Regions from separate parts of the Mus musculus genome. Here region 1 is linked to region 2. Evidence: chromatin contacts called from public promoter capture Hi-C data. All regions are on one chromosome and are shown on one strand. The core of a region is the stretch at or near the end of the contact, and the rest is flanking DNA. Distances in the headings are between cores, read along the strand shown.

Region 1 (7,269 bases), core at 4,674-7,173, 910 kb after region 2:
GGCCTACTACAACACTCAGGCTAGGATACTCCTGCATCTGCCTCCTTAGCAGCCGCGATGACAGCCAGGCTTATCTCATCAGCTAGAATAAATTTTTCAAGTGAGTACATTATCTTATGTTAGGTCGGAAACTCTGGGGAAATGAAGTTCGGAATCCTTTGTGGGAGTTACCAGTTTCCACGAGGTCTTTTCCTCACATAAGCTCAATGAATACAGGTTGGGCCCTTTTCCACTCCTATGGGGTATATGCAACACCTATGTTTTTCCCAGAGCAGTATCTTTTCTTGAAACAGTTTACATAGATGAGGTGGGGTTTCATGTATGTATTAGCAGAATGCTTCTTTTTCTGTATCCTTTCAGGTACTTATAATTTTATGCCTCAGGGTCCTCAGACATTCAGAAGTAAGAGCACATTGAGTCTTTTGGGCCAAAAGCCATTCTGCCTTAGGTCATTTTTTTCCTTTGTAACAAGATGATGTCATAGGTAAGAGAGATTAACAAAGCTCATTTGGAATTGTTCTTTATACAACTAGTGATTGGCATATAAGCAACTACATTCACTGTTCTCAACATCAGATTACTATCTATAAAGTACATGTGTAGTGTGATGCTCCTTAGAGGCCCCAATGTTTTAACACATGTACTCTTAAACTTATCCTACTTACAGTTAATGTGTTTCTTTCTCTTTGAAATATATTTGCCTTAGTTTCTTTGCTGTTACTTGTACTAAAATACTGTGGCAAAAACAACTTTTTAGGGAGAAAGGCTTCATTCGGTTGTGGCTGGCTCATAGTTCCATGGTATAGTCTATCATAGCAGGGAAGTCACAGTAGCAAGAACTCCACAGAGCTGCTCATTTACCTCAGTACGTGTAACAGAGAATAATAAATGCATGCATGCTAGTGCTTAGTTCACTTTCTCTACTCTTATAGTCCAAGATATGCTGCCTAGGGAGTGACCCCACTCACTTAGGCACTAGTCTTCCCAGCTTGATTAATTAATTAATTAGATTAATCCCACAGATATAATCAGAGCTCTATCTTCCAGGTGATTCTACATTTTTTTCAAGTTAACAATTAAAACTAACCACTACCATGCTACATATATTTATAGTATATACAATGTGATGGGGTGATGTTAATTTTATTAAGAATGTAAATCTTCAGATTAGGTTCAATAAAATCAAGACAATATATGTAGCAAAACCATAAAAACAACCCAAACACATTACTTAGGACTAGATAAAGTTATGATAAAATTAATAGTGAACTGAGATTTATCCAAATCCAGGATAGTAATTACACCCAGGGAAGAAGATGAAAATGCTCCAAAGATATTAGTAAGTCCTTATACTCAAGGGCCTATAGGGTGAATGGGTATTTTTTGTTCTCTAAGTTAAACATACACACAAACTTACACATATATTTCAATAAATAAAAATTTTATGAAATTCTTCCATTTTTCCCAAAGAGAATTTAGAAGCATTCCTCTCTTTTTAATTTTCAGGAATAGCATGAGACAGAAGAGTATATTTTTTCATTAAGTGTTTAGTAGACCTTCCCTATGAAGCTATCATGTCCTGGATTTCGCCTTTATAGGTCATATTTGACTATTTATTCTCCTTTCTTTTTAAGAGGTCAGTTCTTATGCCAGTCTGTTTCCTCAGGCTTCTGTTTTGGCAGGTTGTGTATTAGTAAGAATATATTTATTCTTTCTTTCTTTCTTTCTTTCTCTCCTTCTCTCCTTCTCTCCTTCTCTCCTTCTCTCCTTCTCTCCTTCTCTCCTTCTCTCCTTCTCTCCTTCTCTCCTTCTCTCCTCTCCTTCTCTCCTTCTCTCCTTCTTCCTCTCCTCTCCTCTCCTCTCCTCTCCTCTCCTCTCCTCTCCTCTCCTCTCCTCTCCTCTCCTCTCCTCTCCTCTCCTCTCTCTCCCTTCCCTCCCTCCCTCCCTTCTTCCTTCCTTTCTTTCTTTCTTTCTTTCTTTCTTTCTTTCTTTCTTTCTTTCTTTCTTTCTTTCTTTCTTTCTTCTTTTTGTCAGTCCTGTTTGCCTCTTTTCTAATGGGAAACAAAGGAGCAGGGAGAGGGAAGGTGGGGGAGGAGGGGAGCTGGAATGAATGCAGAGAGGGGAGGCTGTAGTTGGAATGTATTGTATGAGAGAAGAATACATACAAAGAAAAAAGAAAAAAATAAGAAGGATTTACCCATTTTGTCCCGGTTATTCAGTTTATTGTCCTTAAATTGCTCATAGAAATCTCATATAAGCCTTTGAATTTCTGCAGGTGGCAGGTGTAATTGTTCCTGTTTTCTTCACAATTTGAGAGTTTGGGGCGGGAGGGGGATTTTTTTTTAATTAGCCTAGCTAAAGGATTGCCACTTCTATTTATCTTTTAAAAGCTATTCAGGTTGAGCTTTGTATTGGTTTTTCTTATCTCTATTTCAACACTTTGCTCTGATCTTTACTGGATGGGAATATCTCTGTAACTTTGGACTTTATTTTTTATTTTTAGTTACTTGAGAAGTTCTGCTTTGTTAATTTGAACATTTTCTTTTTTAACTTAGGCATTTTTGCTATAAACATCATTTTACTTTCCTCTTGTAATTTCCTCTTTGTTCACTGGATATCCATGAGTATATTGCTTAATTTTCACATGTTTGTGGATTTTACAACTTTACTTCTGTTACTTATTTCTAGTGTTATAGCATAGTGATCAGAAAAGAAACTTAATAACAATTATAATCTTTAAATTTCTTCTATTTTTGTGATATAATATAATAGTCTGGAGCATTTTCCAAGTGGAATTGAGAAAATGTCTATTGTGCTCTTTTGTGGAATACTCTAGATATGTCTATCAAGTCCATTCAGTAGAAAGTGTATTTTAAATCTTACTGAGTTTGTCTAGATGTTTGTTTATTTGTTTTGTAAAGTGTGGTATTGAAATTCCATGCTATAACATATTAGAGTTTTTCACTTTACAGCCAGAATATTTGTTTTATATACCTGGGAAATATTATATTGGATACATATGAACTTACAACTGTTATATATTCTTGAGGAGTTGATGCCTCTATTTATGATATAATGGCTCTTTTGTCTCAGACTTCAAGTCTAGTTTATCAGATACTAGTATAGACATTATTCTGTTTGAATGGAACTTCACATTTTAAAATATCATTTATTAAGTACCATTTATAGATAAGCCACTATATGGGGCAATTTTCTTTCATGGTCTAGTTCAATCCTTAAAACATCTGAGAAAGTTGTTATTAAAAAGATTTTATACTAGAGGAAAATGAGGTTCAGAGAATTCTAATAATTTGTTTAAGGCCTGCTGTTTTATCAAGATCTCAGTATTCAGAATAGCTTCTACTACTTAAACTTAAATATGAAATTGAGTTCAAACATCTGTATTAGTTCCTTTCCTACTACTCTGATATAATACAGTGACCAAGACATCTTGGAGCAGGAAGAGATTATTTGGGTAATGGGTCCAGAGACATAAGACTCCATCACAGCAGGGAAGCATTGCAGCAAGCAGCAGGCATGACAGCTGAATCGGGATGCTGAGAGCTCACATCTTGAAACACAAAAATGAAGCAGAGAGAACAATGGAATGGTGCAGGTTTTTAAACTCTTCAAAAGCTGCCTTCAGTGGCATATTTCCTTCAATAAGGCCACACCTCTTAAACTTCTCCAAACAGCACCTTCAATTGGGGGAATAAATGCACACATGAGCCTTTGGGGAACATTGTTGTTCAAAGCATCACACTATTTCACTAAAATCAAACTCAATTTAACTTTTGTCCCACTTCTTCTGTCTTTAAGAAAACCCAACTCTATGAAGTGTTTATATTTTTCCTTACTCACAGGAGCATCCACTGAACATGTGAAGATGAGTGTTTATAAATTTCTTGACTCCTTATCCTTGTTTCCTACTTAAACTTCAAAAGCCCTGGAAGAAGATTCAGAGGTCATACCTAGCCTGTCTTATAATCATCTCCACTAAGGTTGTTGATTACATTTAGAGCAAAAAACACACCCCCAAACCAATCCATGCATGTGTGCCATACCATCTTACTATTTCCAACCTTAATTGTTCTTTCAGTACCGAACAGAAATCCTTGCGGCATGCTTCTTTATGCTGTTCTTTTGCTTATCTTTCAAATGGTTAACATCTCGGCCAATTTCCCAAAATGATCTTGCTTTTCCAACACTGATAATAGAATACAATAGCTGGGATAGTTTCCCATATACACCACCTATCATCAACTTCTAGAGACTGCTTTGTGTCCATGCCTACTCTTGTCTCCTACTCATGTCTCCATAGAATTTTTGTCTTCTATCCAGAAGGAATGTTGCTAGCTGTGCTCTAGCTTCCTCTCCTTCTCCTCTCCAGAAATTTTGTAGCAATTGTTTCCTCTCTTTTCATTGGCTTTACTTCCTAAAAATGTCTAGGCATGCTCATTCTCAAAATACACTCATGTGTTGTGGATATTAAAGAACTATCATACATTTTCTCCTTTCTGTTATTAATCAGAAATTCCTTAACACATTTGTTCTTATCTTTATAAAAAAAACAGTACTCAGTGAATATCGAGTATATACACACATTCTGGTCTGTGAACCTAGTGTATAGGAGAACATTTTTCAAAAGTAAGTGCTTGTCCTTATAGCGTTTAAATAGAAATCCTATACTCAGAGATCAAATAAACAAGATTATTGCCATGTCAGTAAGTATTATACTCTACACAAAGAACTACAGGCAACCAAGGAATGCCCAGAGCAGGAGAAATAATTTTCCCTAGGGAAGAATACACTGTCTGGTTCTTCAATACCAACTGCTCAGCCCTGAAAACATATATATGAGATTATTATACAGACTGAGCGGGTTATATTAGGAATATATATGTATATACATATATGTGCATATAACAACAACCAATGAAAAACGAAGCCATGACTTTGAAAGAGCAAGGAGAGTTGTTTATATGACAAGGTTTGGAGGGAAAAAAGGGAAAAAAGAAATGTGTCTACAGTATAATCTCAACAACAAAAGAAAAACTACAAAGGAATATTATGAATTAAAAAGCATACAACAGAAAATAACTACTGCAGGTTCAAAAGACTGTTGTACTCTAATAGAGTATGGGTTGGGAAGACCTCTGGAGGACATTACCTATAAGCTGAGAAAGTTGAGGCCATTACAAACTGTGAATGGCAAATTCAGTCTTTCAAGGGAGCATCAACCTATGCCACTCTTTTTCCCAGCCTGTAACCTTGGTGTCACATTTAAAAGAGTTCCAAGCCTAAGAAGCTCTTAGGTCATTGAGGTTGGAACTTGCTGCGTTGAGATTTGAGAGCTGGTTGACAAATCACTTCTTCTCCACATAAAACTCTGTATGTAGCAAGTATCTCATGATGATCATCAGAAACTTTAAAATTATGTTTGCAACTTTTAAAAGTTAAGTGGCGGACGTGTTAAACCCTCCGTGTGGTTCTGGTCCTGGCAATAACAACTTATTGAGAGTTTTCTATGGGAAAGACAGTTTAAAACACTTTAGATGGATTGCTTTTTTAATTACTTGAACTGTCATAAGGATTAACGGGAAGAAAAGTTACCAAAATGCAAAAATGCACAGGGCCCTAATCATAGGGAGTAGTGAAAACGGCTAGCTGGCAGGTGCTGAAATTGCAACCTTCTCCTTTAACTCTGAGCAGCGAGTGGGCGGGGCCGCGTCCATCAGTGTCTAGGTGCCCGCAGGCCGCCCTAAGGGCCAATGGCGCGGAAATGAGAGCCCGGGCCACGTGATGGCGGGTGGCACTCTGGCTTTCCTAAAGCAGTCTCTATGGTATTCTTCCAAGCAAACCCAGGGCCCCCCCAAAAGGGTAGCGGCACGTGACAGGCCCTGGGACTACGGCAGGTTCCCACGTGATCCTGGCCTGCAGTAGCGTGGTTGCGGTGAGGTTCTTGCGCTCCTGAAGGGCGGGCGCGGAAGTAAGAGCATCCTCAGGCGGACCGTGACTGGCAGCGAGGTCGGGAGGAGCCACCAGGCAGTGACCGCTTTGCTTCTGCAGCTCCGCTCCGCTCATTCCGTTATCTCAGCCTTTGCAGTCTGTACAGAAGCTGACCAAGTTACCTTTGGGTCTTGAGACCTTGGCGAGTGAGGCCCAAACTCGGGACCAACTCCTCATCCACCTTGCCCTCCCTCTCCTCCATCTCTTCCTTTGCACGCACCGAATCGAATCGCTTGCTCCTTTGGGCTGGCCTGCTCGGCTGTGCCTGGAGACTAAGTTCGGGTCGGTAAAGGTAACTGTGGGAAAAGCGGCCCCCCAGTGGACAAAGGCGGAGGCAGGGATAGATCAGGCCCCGCGGGCCCTGGGTGCTGAGCGTAGGCAGGTGAGCCAGAAGAACGGTACTGCGGATTTAGAAGGCACTGTGAAGGACTTGTTGCACGATGGAAGAATCTGACTCCGAGAAAAAGACAGAGAAAGAGAATGTGGGCCCAAAAGTGGAGCCTCCTCTAGGGGAGCCGGAAGGATCGCTTGGGTGGGTAAAGGGGATTATGTTGCACCTGGGAGGGAGGGCATGCTAATTGTAAAGAGTATTGTGAGATGCAACAACCTCTAACCTGCAGTGATGAATTGCTTTAATTTACCAATATGGTTGATTGATATCATGCCCTTGATGACGGAAAACAGAATAGAAACACCCTTTGCCTGGATGTGGGATTCCTGGTTTATGCGTAGTCTTCTAATTGAGACAGTTCTGAGTTGTTTTCTGTTTTCTATAAAGGTTATTTGATGTTATCACCTTGTTGATGATAAAAAAGGAAAGGACAGACATTTGCTGACCAATGACGTATAGTGCGATATGCCTATTTGAGAACTGCGTTATATGTACTTTGTGCCTTTAATGAATGAAATACAGCTTGGAAGGACGATTGAAGGTCCAAAGATGCTTCTAGATTTGAAAAATACGGAGATGAATTTAAAAAAAATAGTATTCAGATTATGACAATATTGTTTGATTTATAAAAGTACCCAGAGTGTTGCTTCAGCTTTATGACAAAATATCAAATCTTGAATTTAAATGGTTTCTATTCCTAAATATGCCATCCTAGGAAGCGTCTCCCGAGCTGATGAAGGAAACAGGGAGCATAAACCCAGCTTTATAATTTAGGAAAATGAAGACTTCTGAAAAGAGGTCTCATCCATACTTAGCTGCTTTAAAGAATATTCGTCTGCATCTTTCAGTTTACTTGTGTGTCCCCCCCC
Region 2 (6,506 bases), core at 2,166-4,665:
CTGTATCATGAACAAACTATACACCTATATTTCTCTCTGAGTATGTCTCTCTCTGACTCTTTCACTATCACATATATCTTGTTAGGATCCTTATAAATAGGTCAGGGTAGAAGATGGATGTGGTGGTACACATCTATAGTCCTACCTACTCAAAAGACCAAGATAGTTGAATTGCTTGAATATACAAGCTCAAGACCAGCCTGGTCAGCATAACGGAGGTACTCCATCTTCAATAAGGAAAGAAAAGGAAAGAAGAGAAGAGAAGAGAAGAGAAGAGAAGAGAAGAGAAGAGAAAAGAGAAAAATAAAGGAAAGAAAAGAAGCCAGAGAGAAGGGTCATCAGTTAAGCACACTGGCTGCTCTTGCAGAGGATTCAGGTTCAATTCCTAGCACCCACTCAGTGGCTCACAACTGTGTGTAATCCAGTTCTAGGGGATCCAGTATCCTCCAAGACCACAAACGTACATTCAGGCAAATACCCATATACATAAAATAAAATACTGATAATAATAAAAAAAAACTTTTAAAAATCCATGGTAAAGGGATAGTAAATGGTTCACATGTGATGTAGAGGAGGGTTGTAGAGGTGAGAAGGAGATGGATTCCAGAGCTATTTGGAAGTTGGGAATGGTGGCTCCTGCCTGTAAACTCAGTACTTGGGAGGTAGAGACAGGAGGACCGGGGGTTTAAAGTCATCCTTGATTACATAGCAAGTGAAACCTCATGTCAAACAAACAAGCAAACAAGGACCAAACAAACAAAGACAAAAAGACAGCTCATATCTATTTTGGAACTTTAGAAACCCAAATTAAAAAGAGTCACAAGGGTTGGGAATAGAGCTCAGTAGCAGAGCACCCGTTTAGAGAGTATGAAGCTCTATGTTTAGGGCACTGGGTTATCCCTACCACCAAAGCAGTATCATTCTCATGTAGTTTAGCTACAGAGATGAGGGTGTGGTTGGGAATTTAGTTAAGACCTTGAGTTATTGCTCTGCATACATTCTATACCAGAATTCCTCTCCCAGATGGCTGGGCGAGGCCACACCAGCTTTCCCCACAAGGAAAATTCCAAATTCTGGAGCCTACAGCGCCCAGTTTCTGATTGTTCCTCAACAAGACTTGAAGCTTGGAAAACACTGAGCAACTTTCACTGAGCAACAAGTTTCAGCCTAGACTGTCACAGGCAGAATTTATGGGAGTCATACAGTTGTAGGTTTGAATTCTGGCTCTGTCACTTTCTATTTATGTGACTTGGACCTGAGTTTCATTCTACTCATCTGAAAGATGGGAGAATACTACTCCCCAGCACTTGGCTTTTTTTTTTTTTAATTTTCTTTCTTTTTTTTTTTTCGATACAGGGTTTCTCTGTGTAGCCCTGGCTATTCTGGCACTCACTCTGTAGACCAGGCTGGCCTCGAACTCAGAAATCTGCCTGCCTCTGCCTCCCAAGTGCTGGGATTAAAGGCGTGCACCACCACTGCCCTGTAGCACTTGGCTCTTAAAGAAAGGCAGACATTAGGCTGGTGAGATGGCTCAGTGGTTAAGAGTACTGACTGTTCTTCCAGAGGTCCTGCATTCAATTCCCAGCAACCACACAGTGGCTCATAACCATCTGTAATGGGATCCAATACCCTCTTCTGGTGTGTGTCTGAAGACAATTACAATGTACTCGTATACATAAAATAAATAAATACAAAAATAAATAAATTAGCAATGAAAATAATTTTTTAAAAAAGAGACGCAGATATTATTATCTCTAATCTTCCTAAGTAATGAAAGGATTACTTAACTTCATTTTATGAACAAGAAAACCAAGGGTCAGGGACGTGAGGTACTTGGCAGGGCCCAGTGAGTAAATAATCTGTTCCAGGAAGGCATGCTTTTGTATTTTCACATGCTCACAAAAGTTCCTGTTGCATAGTATGACTTTCACAAATACAAATCAATGCATTTTATATCACTGGCTTAAAAGACTGCTCGGTTTCCTTTTGCCCTGTGGTATGTCTGGGCTAAGGACATTAGAGGAGACTGGAGGAAGAATGGGTGGTGCTGAGACCAAAAGCCTGGTGTTCTTTACTCTTTACAGAGATGTTCCTCAGGTAGAAAAGCAAAATGTCTTCAGGTGAGGAACAGCAAACTTACTAACCTTAATTTTAATGCCTTTTCTCCTGTCCAGTTCCATTACTTTACATTATTATTACTATTATTACTATTGAGTTTTTGAGATGGGGAGTAGCCCTATCCTGGCTATCCTGGAAGTAGTTCTGTAGACCAGGATGACATTGAACTCAGAGATTCATCTACCTCTGCCTCCTGAGTACTGGAATTAAAGATGTATGCCACCATGCCTGCCCTTTTTTTTTTTTTTTTTGGAGACAAGAACTCACTGTACAACCTGCCTCTGCCTCCCAAGTGCTGGGATTAATGGCATGTGCCACCTACTGCCCGGCCATTAGTAATAATAATATTACTACTAGTACTACTACTACTACTACTTTGTGAGGCAGGATCTTGCTATGTAGCTCAGGCTGGTCTCAAACTCAAAATCCCCCCCTTTTTAGCCTCTATGTACTGCATATACATGGAATAAACAAAAATGTAAACATCCAGGCCTTTTGGTTTTTTTGTAGCAGTAGTTGCTACAAAAATGGATACACACATATTATACAAAGTGTTTATATAGTTACAATGTATACCAAACAGTCGAAAGCATTCTTTAAAATGCTGATGGCCAATGATACTGGGGAGAATAATGCATTTTTACTCTACGTGGGACTGAAGCTTCTAAAACTCCACATTCTCTAGGGAGTGAGGAGTTTCCTTCTTTCATTTAAAAACAAAAACCTCAGAGGTGTAAGTCTGGTAAATCTTCAATTCACTCAGCAGTAGACACGCGGAATGGGAGGGGGAGGGGGAGGAAGGGGGCGGAGGTTCCTCGAAATCACCGCCTTCCGTGGTTCTCACTGAAAGGACCTGAGAGAAGCAGCAAAGGACATTGGGGAGGAGACAACCGGCTTGGGATCTAGGGTGTGTGCGTGCGCGTGCGCGAGCGTGTGCGAGCGCGCATGGGCGCGTACTAGTTTAGGCTCACTACTTATGGACACTAGCTCCTCTTCCGGTTTGTCTAGAGACTGCGCATGCGCATCACTGGCCTTTAAACGTGCATCGCCGGTCCATCCGGTAAAAGGATCCGGCCATCGATTTACAATTTTGTTCTTCCGCCAATGAAATGAACTATTTTCTCTTAGCCTGAGAAATGTTTTTAACTAACCACCTCCAAATAAGGGACATATACAACCCGATTTCTTTCGGTCATCACATGATGAAGGCTTCCTAGGTTTTTTTCTGACTCAAAGTAAACGGAACTCGGAGAGACACCTTGCGGAGGGATCTGGTTTGTTGTGGTGAGGTACAGAGGTGGGGGGGAGGAGACGCTGACAAACCAAGATGGCGGTGGCAGCGGTGAAACCTGCCGCGACTGGGACTTAACTGTAGTAGTGAAGGCTTCAGTAGTTGGGAGGCAGCGGTAAGGTGTGGAAGAAACGGAACAGGACTAAGAACCTGTAAAAGGAACCTCAGCCTGAGACTTTTAGAGCACGGCACCCGCCCCCCTAAGCCCTTGACGGGCGGTGGCCGTCCTGCTTAGGGCCTAGACTCCGAGAAGTACCTCGGTTTCAGACAGCGGCGGCGCCATGCGTCCTTAAGGGCGACCTGAGCCCTCCCGATCTCTGGCCCAGCCCTCGGGCCCACCATGGAGCTGGGGTCCGACGATTTCCTACCGCCGCCGGAGTGTCCGGTGTTCGAGCCTAGCTGGGCCGAGTTCCGAGACCCTCTTGGCTACATCGCGAAAATCAGACCCATCGCCGAGAAGTCCGGCATTTGCAAGATCCGCCCACCCGCGGTAAGGCTGGGAGCTGATGGTCGCCAGCGGCGAGTTTGTGGGTGGATCCGGGTAGCCAGTGGTGAAGTCCCGGGCGGAGGGCAGCAGGTGTGGGAAGAATATGGGATGGCTGGTATTTTGTGGATGCCTCACGAAGCGGAAAAAGGGTGCTGGGGTCAGGGCTCCTCGTTTTGTGGCATACAAGTGACCTGGGGTCTGAGACCCACTCCCACTCTGCTCTTGAGAATTTCCCTTGATTCAATACACAGATGCTTAATGGGCTGGGGAGAGTTCGCAGGGAGGCACAGAGACTCCCATCTTTTACTTTGTATCACCCTGGTCGAGGCAGTTACAAAGTAACGACTACTGTCATTATTCCCTTTAAGGCAAGCTGTGTGGTGTAGTGGAAAGATCACGTCTCAAAAGGGAGTCAGACGTGAGTTTAAAACTACTTAGAAGGTTAGCAGCTGTATGACCTTGGGCATGTAAAGTAATCCCTGAGCCTGTGAATTGTGTGCTGGGAATAATTAGATTAAACCAGGTAACATAGTGCACTCTGGTAAGTGGTAATTACTGTGACTGTGAAGGTGCTTGATGTGGTCATTGGTTTGCTTCTGTGTGTGTTGACTCATGTTTACTCACGCTGTCAGGCCAATTCATCTCTGATAATATCCTAGCCTGGTGGCCAGTCAGGAAATCATTCTCACAGGGAGTGCTCTTTCTGGCTCCTGCGTTTTCTAGTTGAAGGTAATGTCAGAACCTTCTTGCACATGGTCCCCACAGCCTTCCTATGGAGAAGTTTAGACCAGTTAGCTTGGTATGGCCTTCTCAGAAGATCTGGATTCTACCTCAGGCTCAGAATGTAGATGATCCTATAAGATAAGGTTTTCTTGGGTCCCCAGGAACAATAGTGGAGATATGGAAATCTTCCTTTGCTTCCCAAATGTTCAGCAAAAAGGACCATATTGTTGCTTCTAGTCCTGACTAGCCCAGGGGAAGTTTTCCAAAGGCTAGGACAGGCTGCTGCCTTGCTGACACACTGGAGGAAACAATGGTGAACAGTGTTTAGTAACCACTTGAGATTCCTGGGCTGGTTTGAATTTATCCGCAACAATGTATCTTCGAGGAGGTGCTTCTGGATGTGGAAGCCTTATTCCCACTTGACAAGAGCATCTTAGGTCTTCTTATCCAATTCAGTGCTTTTGTTGCCCTTTCATAGGCTGGTTTTAGATGGATCCTCCGGGCCCTAGAGTCTAGAGTCCTTGTTGGTCACAGGTGTCTGAAGATGGGTTTCTGTTGTGAGGGAGTCACAGCTATTAGTGACAAGCCAGGAAGGCTAGCAGAAGGGAAAGGTTGGACTCCTGGATGGCCTTATGGAAATATTCCTTGACGTGGTCAGGAGACGCCTAATATGGGGATAATTGAGGTCTCAATTTCCCTTTTTTCTCCCTTGGGCTTTTGGGCAGGTTGGCCTTATGTAGGTGCTCTTACCTTGTCTTGGGGAACCAGGATGGAAGAAATGACAAGGACATCGGTGTGTGTGTCCATCCTTTCGTCCATCTGTTCATCTGTCCATCTGTCCGTTTGTCCCCAGGGGACTGTTCTTTGGTAGGCTTCTTTTCTCCACTCCAGTAGCTTTGATTCTTTCCAGTCCTGACTTTTGTTTTTGTTGTTCATGATTTTGTGTACGTGCCCACAATTCTCTTAAACCACCTTTAGGCTCTAAAGCAGTTGGCTTTCTTCTGTTTGGAACTTGAATTACTCACCCAAGTGATTCTTAGGCCCAGGATGCAAACCTGTGTGTGAGTAGGTATTGGAGTTTTTCTTAGAGGGGTGGTTTTGGGTTTGTGTTTCATAGCATGTGGCTGCTTGCTACACTTGGCATAGATGGATGGAGGACAGGGTAGTTAATGGTGGCATCACACAACTTCTTGAATTCGCCATCCTGTTTGTCACCACATTCGAAATGCCATCATCTTGAGCATTTGTACTAATACAGGACTGAGATGAGAGGTTTGTTGGACCTTCCCCATCTACTGTTGCACCTATAGCTCCTGCCTTAGGACTTCAAATTGTTTAGAACTTGGCAGAGCAGAGAAAAGCAGTGCTTAGAGTTTGGGGTTTGAGCACCTTTCTGTCTGGGTTATCTGTGCTGAGGGGAGTGTTGTCTGATGGGAGATAAGAGGGTATGGAAAGCTTCACCTGGCTTAAGCCGTAGCATTTTAGCCTAAGGTTTGTTTTTTTTTTTTTTTTTTTTTTTTTTTTCACCCCTCCTGCTTTCGTCAGCCTCAAGTGCTTTCTGTCTATTACCATGGGTTGGGGAAGAATGTGTGCACTTGCAAATATGAGGCCTCTGGTTCCTTTTTTTAAGAGAAAGAGCCTGCATACAGAGATCAACAGCTCTTTCTCTCTTTTCCTATACCTTTTCTGTCCTTCCATATGTGTTCACTTGTGTGTGAATGCTGGTAGCTTAGTGTAGTAGAAAGAACCAGCGATCAGAGGACATGGGTTCTAGTGTTGGCTCTGCTGCTAACTAGCATAGGATTTCCTCTCCTAGCCTTACTTTCCACGTCTGTAAAATGAAGACGTTGATCTAGGTTATTTTAGGGTCTTTTTTTTTTAACCATT

The links. Promoter capture Hi-C pulls out the DNA fragments that hold promoters and counts their contacts.
Region 1: a contact with region 2 is called in a promoter capture Hi-C map of hippocampal neurons, with 4 times the contacts expected there. The contact joins the promoter of Rragb here to the promoter of Kdm5c in region 2. A contact is called at or near these places in 2 of 39 promoter capture datasets (erythroid cells and hippocampal neurons).

The regions. Positions count from the first base shown.
Region 1 is chrX:153,134,035-153,141,303 of GRCm38.p6, forward strand. Rragb (Ras-related GTP binding B) reads left to right here and starts at 5,924. Exons shown (of 11, transcript NM_001004154.2): 1 at 5,924-6,541. The coding sequence starts at 6,450.
Region 2 is chrX:152,229,812-152,236,317 of GRCm38.p6, forward strand. It overlaps Kdm5c (lysine (K)-specific demethylase 5C), which reads left to right and starts at 3,416. Exons shown (of 26, transcript NM_013668.4): 1 at 3,416-3,899. The coding sequence starts at 3,750.